Linked DNA regions of Pan troglodytes: region 1 is linked to region 2. A link is a contact called in public Hi-C data. All regions are on one chromosome and are shown on one strand. Each heading gives the region's core, a stretch centred on a gene start, on an enhancer-like site or on the middle of the called end of the contact. The rest is flanking DNA. Distances are from core to core; before and after follow the strand shown.

Region 1 (5,669 bases), core at 759-3,258, 530 kb before region 2:
ATGTACACTTAACGTTGTATTTTTAGCACCAATGTACCTCCTACATTTTAGTCTTTCTAACTGTCTATGTGACATTCCACTTGGATACCCCACAGATGTCTGGACTCTCATGACCCAATCTGAGTCAATCCTCCCCAAACTCACCTCCCCACGGTGATTCCAGCTCATCCTCTGCCCTCCTTCCTTTCCACCACCCCTGTCTGATTACTCAGTTCCGTAGTTTCCACCTGCCTCAAAGAGTGCCACACCCGCTCCCTGTTCTCATTGCCAGTGCCTTGCTTGATTTTATCAGCCACTCCTGCCTGGACTACTACAGTGACCTACTTACAAGTCTTCTTATTTCTTGCTTGGTGGTTGTCACAAAGATCACTTTGGAAGCTTCTTGAAAGTGCAGATTCTCAGGCTCTACCCCCAGAGAGTCTGATTTGGTAAGACCAAGGTACAATCCAGGCATGTGGGTTTTTAATAAGCTCACCGCTGGAATCATCCAGTGCAGATGGTCCCCAGACCACTCTGTAAAAACCACATGACTTGCCCTCTTCTTATTCCAGTCCATTAACTACATGATTAATTACTAAAGCTATTACTACCTAACATTTTTGGAACACTTATTATATCTCAAGGCTGTGCTGAACTTTCTATATGCCTATGGGCCACTAACATAACAACTCTATGTTTTAACTATAATTATGATTCCATTTTACCTTTGGGAAAACTGAGGCACAGAGAGCTAAGTTAACTAGCCCAAGGGCACATTCTGTCTGATCCAAAGCCAAGTTCTCACGAGTACATCTTACCATCTCCTTTGCTCCCCATGGTCCAGCTATGCCGAATGTCTTTAGTTCTCTGAATGACTTTAGTTCTCTGCTTCTTTATGGCTCTGAGCATTTGTCATGTGGTTCTCCTCTTTGAAATGACCATCTGTATCAGTTTCCTATGACTTCATAACACATTGCAAACATAACAGCTTAAAACACCCATTTATTAGTTCATAGTTCTGGAGGTCAGAAGCCTGAATGCAGCATGACTGGGTCCTCTCTTCAGGGTCCTACAGAGATAAAATCAAGGAGTCAGCTGGGACTAAGTCTCATACAGCTTGGGGATCCCTTCCAAACTCCCTGCTTATTGGCAGAGTTCAGTGCTCTTGCAGTGGTAGGACTGAAGGCTGGTTTCTCTGCAGGCTGTCAGGCAGGGGTCGTTCTGAGCTCCTAGAGTCAGCCTGCATTCTTTGCCACGTGGCCCCTTTCATCTGTAAAGCCAGCAAAGAAAATCTTGCCAATGATGAGTTCTTGCCGCTTGTCAAATCTCTTCTGCCAGGACAATCCAGTCCCTTTCAAAGGTTCACCTGGCTAGGTTAGGCCTACCCAGGATCATCTCCAGATCTTAAGATCAATTAATTTGGGAACTTTAATTACATCTGCAAATTCTCTTCACAGAAGCACCTAAATTGTTTGATTGAATAACTGGGCAAAGGTGTGTGTACACTGCGAGGGGGATGGGCTGAGAATCTTCAGGGGTCATCTTAGAATTCTGCCTAATCTTCAAAACTCAGCTCAAGGGTGACTTTCTTGATGTCTCTAGGCCAAGCTAGGTCCACCCCCTCTACCCCACAGCATCAAATACACACTCTTCTACTGGTCCATTTCCCCCCATCTGGGCTGTGAGATTCTTGAGATCAGAAACCAAGCCTTGGTCATCTTTGTGTGCCCAGCTCCCGGAATAGCACCCGACTCTATATTTGCTGCCTGAGAGCTCAGGATGTGCTCAAGCAAGCCCTCCAGACGAGAAGGGCATTTTCATTAGAATTGCATGCATCGCAGGTACAGGGCTGTTGACGGGACAGCAAGTGCTTCCGGGAGGTCCCAGGAAACGTCATCGGCACCCTACGCTCCAAAGTCTTTTAGCCGAGAACCATGGGCAGGCCAGCACGCCTTCTGAAAAGCCCAGTGAAACCAGCCAGCATCGCCGTGACGGTGAGGCAGATGGGCCACTAGGTGTCACTCAAGATTCAATAAAGAGAAACGCGGGTGCTTCGAAAGCCGTTTCCGCCCTTCTAGGGAAGGGAGCTGGTTAGACGGTCCCCACCCATTGTTTTTTGGTTCACGCTCCAAGCCTTCCGCGGCTCTTCATTTCCCTTCGCGGACAAGTCTGGGTCTAAAATAGGACCACAGAATCCGAAGCTATAAGGCTGGGGGCCACCCGACCGGCTAATTCAGCCTCCCGATTTTGTGGACCAGCAACCAGAGCCGGGAGCTTGCGCAGGGCGGGGAGCAGAGCCCCGCTTCAGCCCCTACGGGGGTCCGCGTGCTCCTGCCTACCCTCGAGCAGCAGTGAGGAGGCGTGGGCGGGTCCCGGCTCTCGGCCTGGGTGTCCAGGGTGTCCAGGGTGTCCTGGGTCGTCCCGGGGGCTGCACCGCGAGGTGTCCCTCAGGACCACTTCCAGATGCCCAGGCCGCATTCAGCTGATTCAGCGCCCGTGCTCCAGAACCCAAGACGAGGAAGGTGAAAAAGAAGGTCTCGTGGATCTGTTAGGACCTGACCTTTCTTCAGATCGTCTCAAACAATCGCTTCTTTCTTTGTATTTTAGGGCTGGGGAGTGGGGACGCACCTGGCTTCCTGACAGCATCTGCAATTGACCACAGTCCTTTCACTTGTGCCAGGGGGAGGTTCGGGGCTGAAGGGAGGGGGTCGCAAAATGCTCGTGCAAAGCACCTTCTTGGCAGGAGTTTGGTTTTTCTGCCCCCACCCTCCTACTTTCCCCGTGGAAGAAGTGGCTGTCCACGCGCGAGGTTCGAACAGGCTGCAAGACCAAGGCACCGCGCGTGCGGACTGATCTTCCTCACCCCCGGCAGAGGGCGCCCTTCTCCCGCTCCAGCGCCCCGCCGGGCGAGCCCCTCCAGCCGCGCCCTGAGCCCTGCCTCGTCCAGGCCGGGCCTCCAGCGCCAGGTGCCTGCAGCCCTACCCTGGGAGAATTACAAAGCTACTTCTGTCCGACCTTGGGCACAGCCTTTGAATGTCCCGTTCCTTTTGCTCCTAGCTGACTTACTGCTCATTTTTATTTTCCTAAGTGAATATTGAAACTTATTTGCATTTTATGGAGCTCCTGGTAACAGAGGGAGCTTACCTGGCAGGGTGAGAATCCCGCTAAGGAAGTTGGCTCAGGACGGAGGTTCTCGCCAGGGCTCACCCACAAAGGGAATAATCCTATCTATTAGACAAATAATTTCCTTTAAAGCTTGCAAAGCGGGGCGGACGCGGTCGCTCTTGCCTGTAATCCCAACACTTTGGGAGGCTGAGGCCGGCGGATCACTTCAGGTCAGGAATTCGAGAGCAGCCTGGCCAACATGGTGAAACCCGGTCTCTACCAAAAATACAAAAATTAGCTGGGCGTGGTGGCTTGTGCCTGTAATCCCAGCTACTCGGAGGCTTAGACAGGAGAATCACTTGAACCTGGGAAGCAGAGCTTGCAGTGAGCCAAGATCGTGCCACTGCACTCCAGCCTGGGCCACAGAGCCAGACTCTGTCTCAAAAAACAAACAAACAAACAAACAAACAAACAAACGGGTTTTCCTGTGTCAAGCTGAACCGATTCTATTTATCTCTTTCCTCTTCATGAAAAGGTTGATTTATTCATTTCTCAACCGATATTTTACTGAGTACCTTCTGTGTGCCAGGTACCAGGGTGAAAAAGGCAGAGTCGATTCCTGGTTTGGGTGGAGCAGATGGTCTAATAAGGGAAGATATATTGAATAAACACGTTAATTGGTCATACCTAAGATAAACGCTACACAGGAAAAACAGAGACTTCTGGAGGAGGCTGCAACAGGGAACCAGCTGAAGTCCTCAGCTGAATCTCAGGCATCCTTTCCCTCCTAGAAGCTCTCTTCTCACTTCCTGCTGCTGCAAACTGATAAAAATAATAGCCTCCCAGAAGTGGATGGTGAGTCAGTGCATTCAAGGCTGCACATCCCCAGGTAAGGTAACAAGAGTCAGGGTCTGGCTGAAATCTCCTCTCCCCGTTCGCACTCCTGGGCTGAGTGCCACTCAGCAAGGCGTGAGCCATTTTGCATGATGAAATCCACATTACAGATTTCTTCTGACACCTGATGACTAACGAGGTCTGAAAACAACAAGACACCTCTAGGCGCTGCATCCTCCTCCTCCTCCTCTTCAGTGTTTATGGAACACCTCCTAGGTATTGGGTGGGTGTTTTGTGCCAAGGATGCAAGCAAAACATTAGAGACGAAAGGAGGAATAGAATATGCCAAAGGCCAAGGAGGGTATGAACTAGTGGTTCCCAGAGTTTGAGCTTTTATGAGCAGCTAAAAGTGAGAGCTTTATTAACTAGGATCAGACATTGATAATTAGGTCAAAGGATAAAAGAGGTTCAGCCTAACAGTGGCCTAAACAAGACAGAAAATGAAAGTTTATCTCTATCATGAGAGTCCACAGTCCAGAGTCCCACTGAGTAAGGGAAAGGTGAGGGTGAGCGCTTTGCTGCCCTTCCTGTGATATTCTCAAAGGAAAGACGGGAGAAAGAGGACTCACACAATCCATTCTCCACCCCGCAGCTGCAGCCTGCGTACTCTTTGAAATATGTCATTCAGATCGTTATCCTGCTTCTCATCTTCCTGTGGCTTTCCATAACTGGCCAGAAGCCCTCCCACAACCCCCACCGCCCTGCCTGCCTCCACCACCTGCTCCTCGCTCATCGCACTCTGGCTGTAGCACCTGCCTTCTTTCTGCAACTTGCACACACCAAGCTCTTCCTAAAGCTATGCCTATGCATGCACAATGTCCTCTGGTTGGAAGGCCCTTTCTGCAGCTCCTTCTATGGCTTGTTCATCTCTGCCTTAGGCCTTAGTTCAAGTATCTATCACCTCCTCAGAGCACCCTTCCCTCAAGCCCTGGTGGGCAGTGGCTCTGCCACCTACATAGCCTCATAGTCACTCCCTCTCTCATGTTCCTGATTACGTCTTTTTCTTTTAAGAGACAAGGTCCACTCTGTTATCTAGGTTAGAGTGCAGTGCATGATCATAGCTCAGTGCAGCCTTGAACTCCCCAGCTCAAACGATCCTCCCACCTCAGCCTCTTGAGTAGCTAGGACTACAGGTGTGTGCTACCACGCCTGGCTAATTTTTAAATTTTTTGTAGAAATGGAGTCTCACTGTGTTGCCCAGGTTGGTCTCTAACTCCAGTCCTTAAGCGATCCTCCGACCTCAGCCTCCCAAAGTTTTGGAATTACAGGCATGAGCCACTGTGTCGGGTCCCTGATTGTGTCCTTGATAGGATTTACCACAATCTGAAGCCATCTCGTTTGTTTGCTTGCTGGCTCTTTGTAAGTGTATGACCTCCTTGAGTAAAGGAACCTTGTCTGTCGCGCTCACTTCTCTAGCCCCAGTGACCAAAAAGATGTCTGGGAAGGGTGTCACACATGCTCTGCAAATTTGTGACAGATGAACTGAATAGGAAAGAAGGATAAATTCTTTCCAACTCTGTCAAAGATGCTGTTCCATGCTCTGACTGAAGTCAGAAGGTCTGAAATCTGAGGTTTGTTGAAGGCTTTCACTGACTTAGATAAATCTAGTATGGCAGTAAAGTTGGCGTGTTCCACAACAGATAAGCCATAAGCTAAGACATTTACATCAACTCTTGTGTCCCAGCTCCATC
Region 2 (5,208 bases), core at 656-3,155:
TTTATGACTACCTTACCAGTCACTAAGAAATGGGAATTCCCAAGTGATAATTACTACTTCAAGTTTACAATCTTCCCTAAACTCTTTTGAACTTTGCCCTAATCCAAACCCAATCACAACCATCCGTCTCCCCTGCATTCTTGATTTCATCTGCCTGCACCATCTCCCCGGCCCACCCTGCTTTCTAAGAAGGCTCAAAGACCGTCCGTATTTAAGAAGTCTGAACATTTGTGCTCCCCCCACCCCCACAATTACCGGGATACTTGCAATCTGCCGGTGCCTCCCCGGGAGGGAAAGCCCGTGGCCCACACGGAAAGACCGGAATCGCAAGCGAGAGAACTTTTCCCTCTCCCTCCCCCTGTTGCTACCAAAATTTCAACTGTGCCACAACTGTAAGCTTTTAGGATACGGATTTGGAAAGCCAGAATGATTTGCCAGATACTTTACTTTTTTTCTTTTTTCAGATGCCTAGAGACAGCGTGCCGCGCGAATTGCCTGACTGTACTTGAAAGCGGCAGTACCCTGGGCGCGCCGACCATGGAAGCCGCGCTTGGCGGGGGCTTCGCAGCCTACTCTCGACGCCCGGGCAGCCGCCCTCGCGGCAGTGTCAGTCCCTGAACTTGGCCGCCAAGATCCTGGGCTGCAGCCGCAGCTCCGCCCGGGAGCCAGATGCTGCTGGGCCTGCGGGGCCCGCGGCACCGACTTGCTGATTGCACCCCGTGCAAAGGGAGGCGCCCGACGCTTTCCCCGGCCGGGGTTCGAGCCCGGGCGCCTAACCCTGAGCAGCTGCGGAAAACAGTAAATCTTCCAGCGTGCTAAGAAGCTATTTCCAAGAAGCCCTTCCCGCGCTCTGCGTTCCGCCAGGCCTGAGTCCCTGGAGAACCACTTTCCTTACGCATTCCCAAGGACCCAGGACCCTGCGAGCGTGCTCTCCGCGGTCCCTTGGAAGCAAGGGACGTATTTCCATCTTATTCTTTGCTTCCCACCTCGACCCCGCTTCCTAGCTGCGTCCTTGGGGAGGCGCCCCCTCCCGCACGCGTCGCGGCCGATCGGCTCCCTACCTGTCTGACCGAGCTCCCGCAGGGCCTTCGCCAGACGCGCCGCCTCCGGGGATGGCTCCTCCGCCGACCCCGCGGTCCCCCACTGGCTCCGCGTCCCTTCCCCGCCATTCCCGGAGGGCTCAAGGCACCGCAGGGTCATGAGAGAAGGGTCACCGCGGCAAAGACAGGTGGCCGCCCGAGCTGGGGTCAGAGAAGGGTTCGCGTCCTTCCTTGAAGTCAGTGCGAATCCCAAAACGAGTCCCTGCGGGGTGTCCGAAATGGTGGCAGAGAGAGAAGGGATGGGGCTCTTTCTCCCCAGATCCTGGAGGACGGATGACAAAGTCCCTCGCAGCCGCGGTCACCCACTGATCGCCTACAAAGAGAAAGCGGGAGGTTGGGTCAGTCCAAACTGGACCCCTGCGGCTGGGGTGGGGGTGGGGAAATAGACGTGGAAAATCCCAGGGACTCCTCCGCCTCTACGTTCCTGCACCATTTAACCCCAAGCTTCCAGCTAGCGCCCTGGCCCAGCTCTAGAGAAAAGATAAAGAGAGCAGAGATCCAAGATAAAGTTGGCTGAAGAGGTGGGGGGCGGAGGTCAGGATGAGGGTGAACAGGGTGTCTTCCCGCCCAGGGTCACTAGCTGAAATCAAAGACTGGCGACCTAGGAAGAGCAAATAGTCACCTGCAGATCCAGTGGGAATAGGCCCTTGTCAAGGACAAGTAGAAAAAATTAAAAAGGAAAGAACAGGAGAGATTCCCCAAATTGGCATTCTGGTCTCACACCTGGCGCAGCCCGAGGGCCCCCAGGAAGAAGCACCCACACAAACTTGGTTCTCCGCCCTAAAGCGCTGCGGGGCCCCGAGGCACCAACCCGGGGTGCGGAGGTGCGGGAGCTGCCGCATCTCCGCCCGGGAGGCTCCTCGCTCCCCTCCCCCCGCTTCCTGGTGCCCGCTCTGGCGGGGTTGGGGGTGCCGCGGCGGTCGCTCCCGGACCAGGATGGCTGCGGTGGTTCTCGCCGCCGCGGGCGCTGTCGAGGAATCGGCCCGAGCGCGCAGCCCTCGCGGGGCTCCGAGGCGAGGCCGGGGCCGAGCGGGCGGTCGCGAGCGCTGCGGAAAGTGCAAACCACCAACGCCGCACTCTTACCTCGACCTCGGCCGCGGCCGCCGCCGCCGCCTCCGCACCAGGCAGCCTCCTCAGCGGACATGGGGCGGGGGGGGGGTGGGGGGGAAAGGGGAGGCGGGAGGGGCCCGGGAGAGGAGGGGCGTCTGCCCTTGTTTCCCCCGTTAACGTTTAATTTGGGAACGAGATGCCCGGGGATGCAACCAGCCCCGCGCTCGGAGGCGGCGGCCGGAGTTCCGTGCGCAGAGGGCACACAAAAGCCTTGAGGATCATTGCCTCGACCCCATCCCCCACCGCGCGGCGACGCCCCCTACGGGCTGGGACACCTCCACCCTCGGACTGCTGCCTGGTTTCCCTCCGGCTGCGACCCTGGAGGTGGGAAGGAGAGAGGGAGGGAGGGAGGAAGGAGCGAGGGCGGGAGGCAGGCCGGTGGGGAGAAGCGGGAGATCAGGTTATTAGGAGGATTATTAATTTGAATGGCAGTTTAGGGGAAATAAAAAAAAGAAACTCCAGACACTTCCAGACGCCGAGAAGGGGCTGGAGAAAGCAGGCAGCAACGCCAGGCCGCGGGACAGAGCCGCGGTTCGGACTCTCTCTTCCCCGGCGCTCCGAGCTGCGGAAGCCCAGGCCGTCCGCCGCTCCCCGGCGCACGCGGCCGCGCCTCGCCGCCCTCCCCGGCAACTCTCCTCGGGGCGGAGCCTTCGGGCTTCCCCCCCTACCGGTACCTGCCGCGGGCGCCCGAGCTGCGGGCACGGGGTATCCTGAGGCTGTGCACCGGGACCCCGGCGCGCACTGTCCGCGGGCCACGCGGTGAGGGTGGCTGCGGGCGAGAGGGCTCATGCTTCAGGGGAAGCCCAAGGCCCGCCAGCCGCGGCGGCTGCGACGAGACTTGGCAAGAGTTAAACGTCGGTCCCAGGAGCAGCGAGTGCGCGCGACTTCCCAGACCGACGCGCCTCCCTTGCTCCCCGCCTCCCTCCCCAGTCAGCGCTCCGCTCGCGCCCCGCCCGGCTGCTGCGGAGGCGGCTTTCCAGGAACTTTCCAGGAATCGGCCTCACGTGACCGCGGGCCCCGCTACTGCTTTAAAGAGGCTCGGTCGCAATACACAGGCTTCAGGGAAGACCGGGTGAGAGCGCTCGGGTGCAGAGCGGGCGGTGTGCACGCCGGGGTCGGCCTGCCTCTGGCCCCACACCCCGGGGTGCTCGGGCGCAAGCTAGAGATGTCCCCGGCCACCGGCCACAGCCAACCCCGTTTCGGCGGCCGGAGCCTGCCCCCTACCCGGGCCAGCTGAGGGCCCGGGTTCAGGGAAGGATAGCGATCCTTGGCCCTTGGCCTGCCACGGGGGTGGGTTCCTCTAAACATCCCGGCGGCGCCCCCTCGATGCGACCCTCCTGGCCGCACATTTGCGGGGGGTGGGCGTGCAGGAGCGACTGTGGGTCCTCGGAAACCAGACTCTCCGGCTCTAAGACACATTGATGGCGTGGGGACGCCGTGCTCGTCCCGGTGCCCACGGCCGGGGACCGGAGGCGGTCCCCTTGATCAGGTCCTGGAAGGCAGCGAGCGGGAGAGCAGCGCCTCCTTAAGCGGCGCCGGCCGTCCTTAGTCCCCTCCCCCTGGCGCTCCGGCTCCCTGTCACCCGCACCCACCTGGCTCCTCCCTTCCTCCTCCCCTCTGCTCCAACGTCTCCGGTAGACCCGGCGGCCCGCCCGGGTCACCTGCGCCGGCTGCTAAGGGGGCGCCCTTACCTGCGCGCCCGGAAGGGGCTGGGTGACTGGCCTCGGTTCCCTCAGTCCGGAGAGCGTCTCTGCCATTCCCTGCAGGGCTGACGCCCCAGGGCTGGGATTCGGAAGGATCTCGGCACCTCTACCCTACCTGGGATTCTCACCTCCAACCCCGTTGGAGGCCCCCTGGCCTTAGTGGAAACTCATCTCCTTGTCTGCGCACCCGCCCCCGAAATATGACCTACTTGAAATGTGACCTACTTTTTAAAAGAAACCCTTAACAATCACGGGAAAACCGGATCCAAAATTTCGATAAGCATTTTTCTTTGAAATACTATTCTATTGCATCACTGCTCGAAAGCTTAAAAGGTCAATGGCCACTTTTAGTTGAGGCCGCGGCTATGGGAAGTTGGGAGAGGAAGGGGGAGGGGTGGGAGGGAGGCGCGTCTTGCAAACCTTGCCTGGTGCCCCCCCTGCCGGCTCTGGGAGGAAACGGGAACCAGCTCCCAACCTTGGGGTCTGCAGCCGGGGACCAACGGTTTTCTCAATAATTTTCCTGCTTTTGAGTACATAATTCTATGCAGATGATAAGCAGATGAGTCGGGGAGGGGGGCATTTCCCAGCTAACAAAGAGCTTTGTTAACGCTGGAGCCGTGTGCCCTTAATCATGTTTCGTTTTTTAGAAAGAGCCTTTTATATTGTGGGCGGAGCTAACTGAACCCTAGTTAAAATCCTCTACAAAGTAGTTGAATAATTTTGCACAAGGCACTTACCCTCTTTGGACCTCTGGCCCTTTTTATAACATGAAGGGCTAGATTCGGGTTCTGGGTGAGGGACTGGGATAAAGGAACAAATCAGATTCCATGTGAAGCCTGTGTACAGTCTGAGGCCCCAAGCCTTTTAAGAACCACTATGTCTACTAGGGTTAACTGCCCTCTAAATTGTCCTAATATGGCTTCTTATTCCTTGATGGAGAATCCTAGAGGAAGGGTGTACCCACACTTTAGCTTAAATAAAAAGGTATTTATTCCTAAAACTGGCGGAGGCGGGGGAGGGAGCATGACCAAGTCTCCCTCTGTTGCCCAGGCTGGAGTGCAGGGCGTGATCTCAGCTCACTGCAACCTCCGCCTCCCAGGTTCAAGCAATTCTCCTGCCTCAGCCTCCCGAGAAGCTGGGATTACAGGCGCCCACCACCATGCCCGGCTAGTTTTTGTATTTTTAGTAGAGACGGGGTTTCGCCCTGTTGGTCAGGCTGGTCTCGAACTCCTGGGTTCAACCGATCCTCCCGCCTCGGCCTCTCAAAGTGCCGGGTTTACAGGCGTGAGCCACCC

The links. A called contact is a pair of places that touch in the nucleus more often than the background predicts.
Region 1: a contact with region 2 is called in a Hi-C map of stem cell-derived neural progenitor cells, with 12 times the contacts expected there. The contact joins the enhancer-like site here to the promoter of SOCS2 in region 2. A contact is called at or near these places in 4 of 7 Hi-C or Micro-C datasets (blood, induced pluripotent stem cells and stem cell-derived neural progenitor cells), 1 of 1 datasets of contacts at active chromatin or transcription factors (stem cell-derived excitatory neurons) and 1 of 1 other capture datasets (stem cell-derived neural stem cells).

The regions. Positions count from the first base shown.
Region 1 is chr10:100,934,755-100,940,423 of NHGRI_mPanTro3-v2.0_pri, reverse strand. No RefSeq gene overlaps it. Among named protein-coding and RNA genes, the nearest start is that of PLXNC1, 47 kb to the left of the region's middle. Within about 2 kb of position 2,008, at least 11 of the 24 cell types and tissues checked have an H3K27ac peak or open chromatin away from gene starts, as enhancers often do. A contact at or near this core is called in stem cell-derived neural progenitor cells and stem cell-derived neural stem cells, where this site is marked.
Region 2 is chr10:100,404,620-100,409,827 of NHGRI_mPanTro3-v2.0_pri, reverse strand. SOCS2 (suppressor of cytokine signaling 2) reads right to left here and starts at 1,905. Exons shown (of 4, transcript XR_008538550.2): 1 at 1,062-1,905.